Linked DNA regions of Arachis hypogaea: region 2 is linked to region 1. Evidence: chromatin contacts called from public Hi-C data. All regions are on one chromosome and are shown on one strand. Each heading gives the region's core, a stretch centred on a gene start, on an enhancer-like site or on the middle of the called end of the contact. The rest is flanking DNA. Distances are from core to core; before and after follow the strand shown.

Region 1 (5,549 bases), core at 1,719-4,218:
TCAAGTATCAGCTATCTATAACATCAACCTCGGAGTTTTAATAATCAAATAAACAAAAATTGAACCATGTAAATAAAGAATGTTGCAATTGGAAACTGAACCAGACCTCCCATACCCCTAGAAACGCCACATCTCATATACTGATACACCCCCTGCCCTACTATGCATCTGACACAAGAATATGGCATGGGCGAACAATGTGGATCCTCTATAGGCGATAACAATTGTTATCCCTCCAAAAAAATTGATCTTATTGTCGGTCCAGAGAACTTTCCTTTTAAATTCAACTTGACTTCCGCAAGAAAGAAATCTGTGGGAGACTATATTTACACATTATATCCATCTTTAGTCATATTCATATACAAGGAAAACTGACGTATTGATATGTGAAGTGATAAATTCAAAAGTAGTTTACAGAAAGCAATAATGATATACAAATATTAATTACATGACAAGAAAATGACAGTAAATGTATGACACAGCAGACTTTGATTTTTTTGGTGCATGAATAATTTCTTTTCATGTAAATAGCCAAAAGGCAACAATATGCTTCAAGCTTATTTCCTCAAATAGGAAGACAACAAAAGGTGACTCAGCAAGCCTTTAGTGTAAATCATACCACAAAGCTGTCATCTGTGTATAAATCATTTGCTACCACGGCCATTATTGTCCATGCTGCCAGTTGATTCCTTTGTTTCTTATTGAGGTGCTGAAATTAATGGACAGGAAAGGATCAGGAAATCCGTCAGAGACACTCTAATCTGTTAAAAAACACTCACCAAGGACAGATATATCATGTGAACTTTTAATCTTACTTCTTTGGTGCTTTGTGCTTCCATGAACAGAGAATGATAGTCAGCCCGCACCGAAGGATCTGTACAAGGTGTAGATGATAACATTGCAGCTTCTAATATGGCAAAAAAATAATCACTAGTTCCAGATTTTACACTTCCAGCTTGAATCAGCTGTATAGCAAGCTTCGCAGCCTTGTTGACCTTTGCAGGGTTCTTGATGTGGGAAGTTATCTTCTTCATGGCCTTAATAACCTGTCCTTCAGAAGCATCCGTAGAGGTTTTAAATTTCAAGCTTTTTTTTGGTGCTGCAGCTGCATTCACAGCAGATAATGTAGGTTCAGATTTCAGAAAATTTATTAATGTAAAATTCATCATTTTAAACAGATGTGTAAGTGAATACCAAAGCAATAACTGCATAATATACCAGCATTTCTGTAAATCCAGGAGAAAATATACCAAACTTCGATCCTCTTTCTATTGTTGCAACACCACAAACCAAGGTCTTCATATAGTTAGATAAAACAACCTAAAGTGATTTATACAGCATATACATGGATAACTTTCAGACTTTCGCAATCATGAATCAACCTAAACTTTTCATACTTCATAATAAAAAACAAAACATGTATTGTTCCACTAAGCAACGCCTCAGGTTCAAACACTGCATAAAGAAAACTAAGACTTTACTGTTATCATAAGCTGATCAGAACTATGGTCTACTAGACTCTATATGCTAAAAGCTTTACACTAATATTACTGAAAGAGCAAACAAGACAGGTCACGTTAGATGAATTTAGCAGTCAAATTGAACGTAAAATGAGTACTTACTATCTTTTAGCATCTTGCACTTGATTAATTCAATGCCTATTTTTCCTAAACCAGGTAAACTAAGACACTGTTTGGATGCATGGCAAGTTTTGGAAACGTTTATAGAATGTGTTTCTCGGTCAGCAAGGAATGGAATGGTCAAGAATGTCTTACAGAACCTCACTTTGCCGTCGAAAATAAGGGAAATAGCATATTATCTTTTCTATTCCATCACCAGCCATGGAAGTCCCCAAACAAGGGTGTGCCGGTGCGGCATACATATAACAATCCATTCTCTTCTTTTCTATTCCATTCCATTACTTACCAATTTGCCATCACAAATATATCTCCCAAACAGAGTCTAAACGAAAGGCCTTTTTTTTCCCTCTTAACCCCGATTCGAAGGAAACCCTAATCCTAGGGTTATATGCTTCCCAGTAATAAATAAATACATAAACAAAATGTTAAACTAAAAAGCAGTGATTGCCGACGTAAAACAAACAATTGAGTTAAGAAGGTAAGAGAAATTGAAGTAACCTTGAGTGTCAGACGGAGTATGGTTTGGGCGCTTGAGGGCACTCTTGAGAATTGGCTTCGATGGTGGTGCTGCTGCTGCAACTTGAGAGGATTCCGTGTCGTTGTTAGCGGTGCTGGGAAAATTGAGATGCGGTTTTTGTTGTCGCTGCGGCGGTTCAGGATCATCATGGTGTTGAGGTGGAGGCAATCCCTCGAATAGGTTGTGTGCCATGTCGGTCACCAATTACTGCTTCTGATTCTCCGATTATAATTACGATTATGACGAAGCACAGAACACGCCCACCAACACCACGACTTCCCAAAGACCCAAATCCAAAACCCCTAAACAATGATGACTTCTTGTGCGCTTCTGTCAGTTTGGTTTAGCAAGAAAATTTAAGATCCCACATGATTGAATCGCGCATGTACACGTGGTTACCGTAGGGGCCAGCTTCGCAGGAGTGGCAGGAGTCCATCTCCAACGGCTAGCTTGGTTCAGCGCTAGCCAACTCCTTGGCGTAACGGTGTTCCACCCTGTTGGGCTTCGTGGGCCTGTGATTGACGAGGACAACTCAAGAAAACCCCAAACTAAGAGGTGGAGGGAAATAAGCGACATACGCGCTGATGCAACAAAATATTATTGTGTGTAATAAAACCACAGTTTTCAAGAAACAAAAAAAAAAAAAAACATAGTTTTTTTTATCAAACCACCGAAGCCCTGAATCAATGGCAGCATCACCTGCCTCACTAGGAGTTGTGCCTCACTAGGAGCTGCACCTAGGTTTGAATCCTCAATGAGGAATATAGAACCTATACTAGTAGTAGTAGTGTGTGTTGTGTGAGTGGGTGTGTGTTGTGTCATGTGTAAGACTCAAAATAAAATAAAATCGAACCGAACCGATGGGTTTAACTAGATTAATTGGAAATCAGTCATATGCTCAGTTTGGTTGATCCCAAAAACTATCTAGCCAAAAGCTGACTAAAGGACCGACTTAATCGGCGGTTAACTGGTGAACCATCGACATCGCCGAATTTGTTAAGAGTTTTCGGTTCGGGGCATACACTAAAAAACGTTACTATTTTATTAAAAAAAAAACCCTAAAGATTGAAGAATCCTAGCCCAATACTACCATGCCACCCCTCTCTTTTTCCTTGAACTTTGAACGTTGGAGAGTGAAGAACCCTAGCCTCCAAATCTCCTTGGAAGTTCGAAGTTCGAACACAGTTGTAGCCACCATTCCTCTTCAAAGTCATCACCGAACTCTTCTTGTCTGGGAACAAACTATGGGTGTCGCGTCGCATGTTGAAGTTCTATTCGACGAAAGTTCAAACGCAACCCGCAGCCACCATCCCACTTCTCATCATTCCTCCTCTCGTTGCCGTCGTAGGAAGGTCTCCTACTCTCTTCTCCTCTCATCGTTCTCAATTGTCGTCGCCGTCACTTTCCTTCCTCGCTCTTTCTCACTCTCACCATGAATGTCTCTCTAAATCGTCACCTCTGTTTCACTGCTCGCTTATTCACAGTAGGGACCTTGCTTTCACCTTTAATTTGTTTCGGTCCACTGCTCTTTTGATTTTGAGTTGATTCTTCTGAAATAATTTTTTTGATTATTGATGTTACATTATTAATTTTGTTGATTTCTAATTTTATTGTCTAATTGTATGGATATTGGCTTCTGAGTTTGTCTTCTAAACTTCTGATGCTAGATGTAATTGTTGATTTTGTGTTATGATGCTGCATGTATTGTTGGTTTGTTGATGTGATTTGAAATTGTGTGTAAATCTATGTTCAATAATCCATACTTTGTTGTTGTCTGTATTTAATTTGTGTAAGTTTGTGTTTGTAATTGTTGCTAATTAAAAAGTTTTTTTTTTTGAAAATGAAACTATTAGACAGGGATCATGAATCACATTTATTCAATTTTTAATAATTTTATTTTATATTTAATTAAATTGATTGAATTCTGATTGGACCATTGAACCATTTAACCAGTTATCTTATCAGTTCATTAACTGATTTGGATTTTGCAACCTTGAATAAAACTCATGCGTCATTGTATACCAAGAAAAAAAACCATTATGCGTCATTGTACACAATAAAAAAACTCATGCATCATATCTCTCAAATGAGAGAAAGTTCCTCTCAAATGGAGAGTAGCTTAGAGCATTATGTCATGCTCTTTGAGGGAAGACTAACCCTCAATATCTCTTATTTCTAGCATACTATTATTAGGCAAAATTTTCTCATATCTTAAAACAAAAAACGTTTACCATCCCAACATATTCCACAAAATAAATAGTTTATTCTATCCTTGACCTAGCCTAATATTGTCCATGTCAGCACAACCAATACCAACTTTTCATCATGTTCAACATGATGATAAACCACGGTATTGATCGCATAGAAAGAAAAACCATCAGGCTCAATCTAGATTAGAGTCTAGGATACAAACCAAATTGTTTGAATGTAGTCAGGAAGATCATCTCTAAAAAGAAAGTAAAGTTTAATGTTTTCATGAATACAATCCAAAGTATGTGGGGAAATCCAAGAAAATCCAAAAAGGATGGCTATCTCTGAGGTGGGAATAAACAAAGTGCTCGTTAGCTTCCAAGAAAGTTTCTGGATAATGGACCATGAAGTGTAAGAGAAAATTTGATAAACTTAAAATTTGGCTACAAGGTGAATCTATTATGGACACATACGTAGAGTTTTAGTTGAGTATTGATGAGCCAAAATTGATATGCTCGTATTATTAGCAACTGCACCAAATTGCAACAAGTAATAGCACATTGAGTGGATATCATTCTACAAGGATTAATACATTGAGGCAAGCAACATCTAATATAATCTCTAATTAGATAAATCAAACTTTGGAAAGAGGAAGTTGGATCTTGAATTAGAAGCAAGAATGATGCGTGAGCATCTTAAGCACTTGTCATTAAAATTTCTTATAGAAAAGTTGTGACTTTTTTTTTAATAATTATATGATTTTCAAGGATTTTCTATTAGTATTTTGATTTAATTGGTTTCATGATTCTTGTAGAGAAATTTTAGGAAAAGGGAAGCAAAAGAATAAGGAGGAACTAAGAATTAAAGACAACTGCAAAAAGAATTCGTGGATGATATCAACCCTGACCTCTTCACACTCCAACAAAAATAGCTTGAGCTATAGACGTCCAATTGACGCAGTTTTAGCAGCATTAGAAAGCTAACTTTCAGAGCTTTCCAACAATATACAATAGTTTATACTTTTTCTCTAGCATCACTGCGCTAAATGCCGCGACATTGGCATTTAACGCCAAATCGCATCCAGCATCACCATTCCATGCGGGAGTCCCGGCGCCAATCACCAGAAACTGGTGCTAAACGCCAGACAAGCAGTAAGGAAGTGCAGAAGGGCATAAAAAGCGGCGCCAAATGCCTACAAGAGC
Region 2 (5,549 bases), core at 986-3,485, 310 kb after region 1:
CCTTCATCCTCTATGATGATAAAGTCTGAAGTGGGGTCTATGAGTCTATGACAGTGCTATGGTATATTATTGAATATGAGAATCCAAGGTGGGAATGGTAGTGCTGCTTGTTTTATATTTTCACTTTACATAGTGTGAACAGTCTTCTGGCTTCTGGTTTGGACTTTAAAGCCTTGTGAATCATGATTAGTGAATGTGACTTTTGAAATTAGGATTTCTCACGAGTCAAAGTCAATCCTTAAACCCAAGAATATTGTGATTTTAGCTCCCCCTCAAAATTCATCAATCATGTATAATATTCTCGTTGGAATGCAATAGCTAGAACCCTATTATGAAACTCATTATCATTAATTATAATGTACATGTTATCATAGGTTATGATTGGATATTTAATGATGAATAGAATAGTAGAATGAAATGAAATGATATGATATGGAATATATGTTTAATTTCATCGGAAAAGGTAGAATGATCAAGATTTGATGCTATTTATTCTTATCTTGTTTTGTTGTATCTAACTTTGAGGGAAAGAAAATTACAGGTGTTAGATAGTTGAGTTTTTCCATTCCATTATATTCTAAAGTATACAAATTGGAAGTTGTCCCATAAAACACAGAGCCATGAAGTTCTACTATGCTGTTTTGGTTCAAGAAATGAATAAACCAGATACTCTTATTCCTAGCATATGTTGGTTTGAAATTTTGGTCTGTCATATCCAAATATATTTCTTTAAAACATGTCAAAAGATTTTCAAAAGCAACATATATAACAAGGAACAGAAACAGATTAAGAAGATAAAAATGAATCTGCAATCTAATGTGAATACATTCAAGGTCAAAATCCCATGGAAACTTGTTTCATTCATTGAAATAATACATGAGAAGTTCAAACTCATTGATCACAGTTCACATTCAACTAAAGTTCCAAATTTGAAATTTTATTCTATTCTCCAAGCATAGAGCAACAAAGAGAACCCACCACCATTACCATTACCATTACCATTACCACCACAAGACCTTGTTGATGAAGAACATGAGCTCCGCCCTCCATCACTACTCTCCTCTGCCCACTGCAACACTCCTGAACTCGACGCGGGCGACAGCGATGGCAGCACCGACGGTGCCCCCACCGTAGTGCTTCCGGGCAAGCTCTTCCTCATCAACCTTTTCTCTGGACCCACCATTTCAGGCCATACAGCACCGTCACCAACTTGAAACACAAACACACCATGGCCATGTTTATTCCCATTTCCACCATTGCTATTATTAACCACCCAACGCAGCACATCCCAATAGAACTCAACTTCTACTCCATCAATGAAGATCTTCTCATTCCCTCTGAACTTCCATGCAAGCCTCTTCACAAGCAAGCAAACTTCACCGTCCACTTTCACTCTTAACACCCCTTCATTATTGATGCACTCAATCTCTATCTCATGTTTAGAACCCAAGAACACACCCCTTGACACATAACTCATTGTTCCAAACACATGCTCTCTTCTGGAAAGCAGAACCTGATCACAGGGTGCTTGTTGATTCTGAATGAGATCACCAAGAAAGAATTCAAGCCTTCCATTGCACCATATTGCTAGGTAGAAGCATGACTCTGGCTCAGCATGGTTCTGGAAGAATCTTGCATTGGAGAAGTCCCAGTAAATCTTGATCTTCTGTGATGGCTTGTGTTTCCGCCCGGGGAGGTAGATGGATTTCGATCCTGGTCTTGTTCTGAAGAATGGGAAAGTTGGTGGCCTTAGAGGTATGATTATGGAGAATATCTGTGGTGCAAAAATGGTTAAAGAATGAGAAAAAAGTGTTCTTGACCAGCTTAGAGTGAGGTACGTTGTGTTATTGTTGTTATTGCAAAGTTGTGTTTGGTATATGCGTGTTACAACGTTTTGTAACTGTTGGGAAGTACGTGAGCTTGATGGTGTGTTGGGTTGGCTGAAACAAGCAGGGATCATGTTTTTTGTTTGATACTTGTTACTGGTATATGTCTTTTTCTTGTGTGTGATTGTTTGCGTTTCTCATACCATGTGATTAATGTTTGAGAGTTCAGGAGTGTGTTCTTCTTGCCTTTATTTGCTGTGGAAAAATTGCAGCTTTGAATGTTGCCAAGTTGTTGAATTTTGGACTTTGGACTAATATTATCTGTCCAAAGTGCTTATGGGTTTATTTTGGAGGATGGTTAACCCTTTTTGAGTGAAATGTTGGCAAAAGTTTAGTACTTTGATTCTTTTGATGATGAGCATATACGAGCCTTCTTTGGCATTATAAAGGGAAAACAGGGACAAAGAGACAAGGAGAGAAAACAGCAGGCATTTCAGTTTTCATTAACAATAACCATAACCAATACCATAATCATAAATGAAATATATTATTTGGTGAATGCTATGGTGCCTATCACATCACATTATACCTAAGTTACTAAAAAGGGTAAATAAATAATATTTAATAAATTTTACATGATTTACATTTTATTTTAAATATTTTATTTTTTACTTTAAAAAATAAGTTAGGTAATTTAGGCACCATAACAAAGAGACCAATCACACCATAGAACTCACCATATTATTTAAACTCATTTTTATCTTATATATTAAATTCTAAAACATAGCTTTATGTATATGAGACATTTTCCTATACTTTTACAGCACATTTAATATATTTAATATGTGCTCTAAAAACATTGATAATTACACCTTTTTTTTTTGTTTTATTTCTTTTTTTTGGGAAATTTAATTTTTAATATATTAATAATATAAAAATATTTATAATATATATTAAAAAGAATTTAATGTTAATACATTATTAGTGTAGATAAGTTACACACATATATTATTATATTAATAAAAATAACTTTTTTTATATTAATAATTTAAATAATTATATAAAAATAATATAAATGAATAATTATATAAAATATTTTATAATATCAGAACAATAGTGTGTAAAAGGAAAAAATATACGATACTAAAGAAATATACAACAAAAAATAGAAAACATTTTTCGTCGTGAATGTCAATGCTTGCCATGGCCTTTGGGAGAGAGATGAGTGGTTCATGCATGGGTACCTTGATTTACGCCTTTGACAAGGTTTAGCTGGGATGCACTGGACTTTGGGACTTTCCAAGTCATTCCAATTAAACAATGGAGGGACAGAACGTATGCTCAAATTTAAAATATTTAAAGAAAAAATTTATGGAGTAACAATTTTATTAAAATTTGATCAGTATTTAATTAAAAGTAAATAAATAATTTTATATTATTAAATATAATTTTATACCATTAAAAATACTAATAATAACTAACTAATAACTACAAATTATAAAATTTATTGGCCTAACACTCCTCTAATCTAAATAAGATTTACTTTTTCTCCCTTTTATATGATTACTTAAATTTCTCACGAAATGTAACCATTCTGATGCAATTAAAAAGTGTTAGTGATATTCGCTGACTAGGAAAAGAGACCGCTACAGCAAATGTAATATAATGAAAGGTAAAATATATATTTTTTACCTTAGTATTATGATTTTTTTTTAAATATTTTTAATATTTAATTTTATTTAAAATATAAATAATTAAATTTTATTTATCATTTGACGAATGAATAGGTTGTTTTATTAAAAATTAAAAACTTATTAACTACTTCTATTTAAAATATTATTATGTAATATAATTTTTTATCCAAATATATGTAAATGTATTTTATTTAAAATATTATATATAGGATATGGAAATATTTAGGATTTAATTTTTTTAATTTTTTATAAAAAAATAATTTTGAATTTATTTATTTATACTTAAACAAAATAAAAAAATAAGTAAAAATTGTTGCTTTCAATTTTTTAAATATAGGTACAAAATTATTTTTACAAAAAGCAAAAATTTAGAGATGACATGAAGATTTAAAATACTAAAAATTAATTTGGCCTAATCCAATGATACGATAATGTATCAAGAAATAGAGAGAACTAGATAGAAATTAGAAATAATAAAATAGATATCCCTAGAATTAAGACCAAGAGGAGAATCAGTGTTTCTAATTACATTATGCATATCTAAATTATTACATCATATTCTTATTTATAACATAATTTTTTAATTGAGCTATAGGCCAAATATTAATTCTAACATTATCTTTTCTTTCAAAAATAACCTTGCCTTCAAGGTTGTAGAAAAGAAAAATTATTAATCCGAAAAAATAAATGCAAATTACATTTAAAAAAATTAATATTAAAATAACAGTTTCTATTTCACTGCTAAAAAACAAGTTAAAATTCTTCCTCGATCCTAATGATAAAAAATCAATCCATCAATCCAAAACAAAAAGAATATATTTAAAGCAGTAATATAAAATTAGTTCAAATGGGCTGCAATATTTAAAGTTGGACCTAAAATCAATGGAACATTCATCTTCTTTTTATGTTAGACTTTAGAGAGACCTAACTCCTTTGCCTCACACGCCACACCTCTTTCCTTTCCATTGGCTCCTTCCTTCTCTGTCTTGAGTTTCACTGCTGTCGAGAGAATCACTAGCGCCACCATTGCATCCAACCCGCAACCAGCCCACCACAGCGCATGTCAGTCGCCACTTCTTCTGGCCATCCTAGTGTCAGACCTTGTCACCCCCACCTACTTCTTTATCGTTCGAGCCTCCTCTTCAATATCCCAAGAAAAGACCGCCGCCATGAGTGCTCGTGGCTTAGCCACGATTGAGGGAACGGGACGGCATAGACCACTACCTTTCACCGTTGCCGCTTTGTATTTCACCGTCACTGCACCGCTAATTGGGGACTCCGCGAGCATCTGCTCTCCCTTTGTGGAGGCGCCATCCTCAACGCCACTACTTATTGTTAGATTTGCTGCTTCTTCATCCTCGATGCCACCTTTTCTGTTTAGCTATGCAACATCATCGGCACTGACCAAGACCATTGTGTGCAAGTTCAGATGCGGTGGTTTTGGTGGTGGTGACGTCACCCTCACCTTTGCCAGTTCTTGATTTGTGTCCACCACCTTCTCCATCGTGATGGCACCATACTCAGCGCCATTTATGACTGTGAGTTTTCTGTCACCGTTGCCTGGAATGGTACCATCCACTGCTCGTATATCAACATTGTCACCATCAATCGCAATTGCCGTAGGTAATTCCATATATGCTTTTAAATCTTTTATTTGTTGAATTGCTTGTATTGTCATATCTTAAATTGTGATTGATGATACGAAAACTGGACCTTGAAATTTTGATTGAATTTCTGGATTTGAGATTTGAAATTCTGGTTGATTTTTAGTTTTCGTTAAAATTGTGGTGCGGATTTTGAAAACTACAAATTTACTGGCAAGTGCACCGGGTCGTACCAAGTAATACCTCAAGTGAGTGAAGGTCGATCCCACGATGATTAATGGATTAAGCAACAATAGTTGAGTGATTTAGTTAGTCAGACAAGAACAAAGGAGCATTTTTGAGTTCAAATTTCATTAAATAGTAATTCAGAAGATTTAAGAAAGCAAATAGTAAATGGATTGTGAGAATTATATGAGAAATAGTTA

Evidence for each region. Hi-C and Micro-C count contacts between places; a contact is called where the count stands out from the background.
Region 2: a contact with region 1 is called in a Hi-C map of an unstated tissue, with 4 times the contacts expected there. The contact joins the promoter of LOC112777033 here to the promoter of LOC112775689 in region 1. A contact is called at or near these places in 3 of 8 Hi-C or Micro-C datasets (leaf and an unstated tissue).

What each region holds. Positions count from the first base shown.
Region 1 is chr19:56,820,797-56,826,345 of arahy.Tifrunner.gnm2.J5K5, forward strand. It overlaps LOC112775689, which reads right to left and starts at 2,969. Exons shown (of 5, transcript XM_025819507.3): 1 at 2,139-2,969; 2 at 816-1,105; 3 at 620-709. The coding sequence starts at 2,349.
Region 2 is chr19:57,130,899-57,136,447 of arahy.Tifrunner.gnm2.J5K5, forward strand. LOC112777033 reads right to left here and starts at 2,236. Exons shown (of 1, transcript XM_025821313.3): 1 at 832-2,236. The coding sequence starts at 1,960. The coding sequence ends at 938.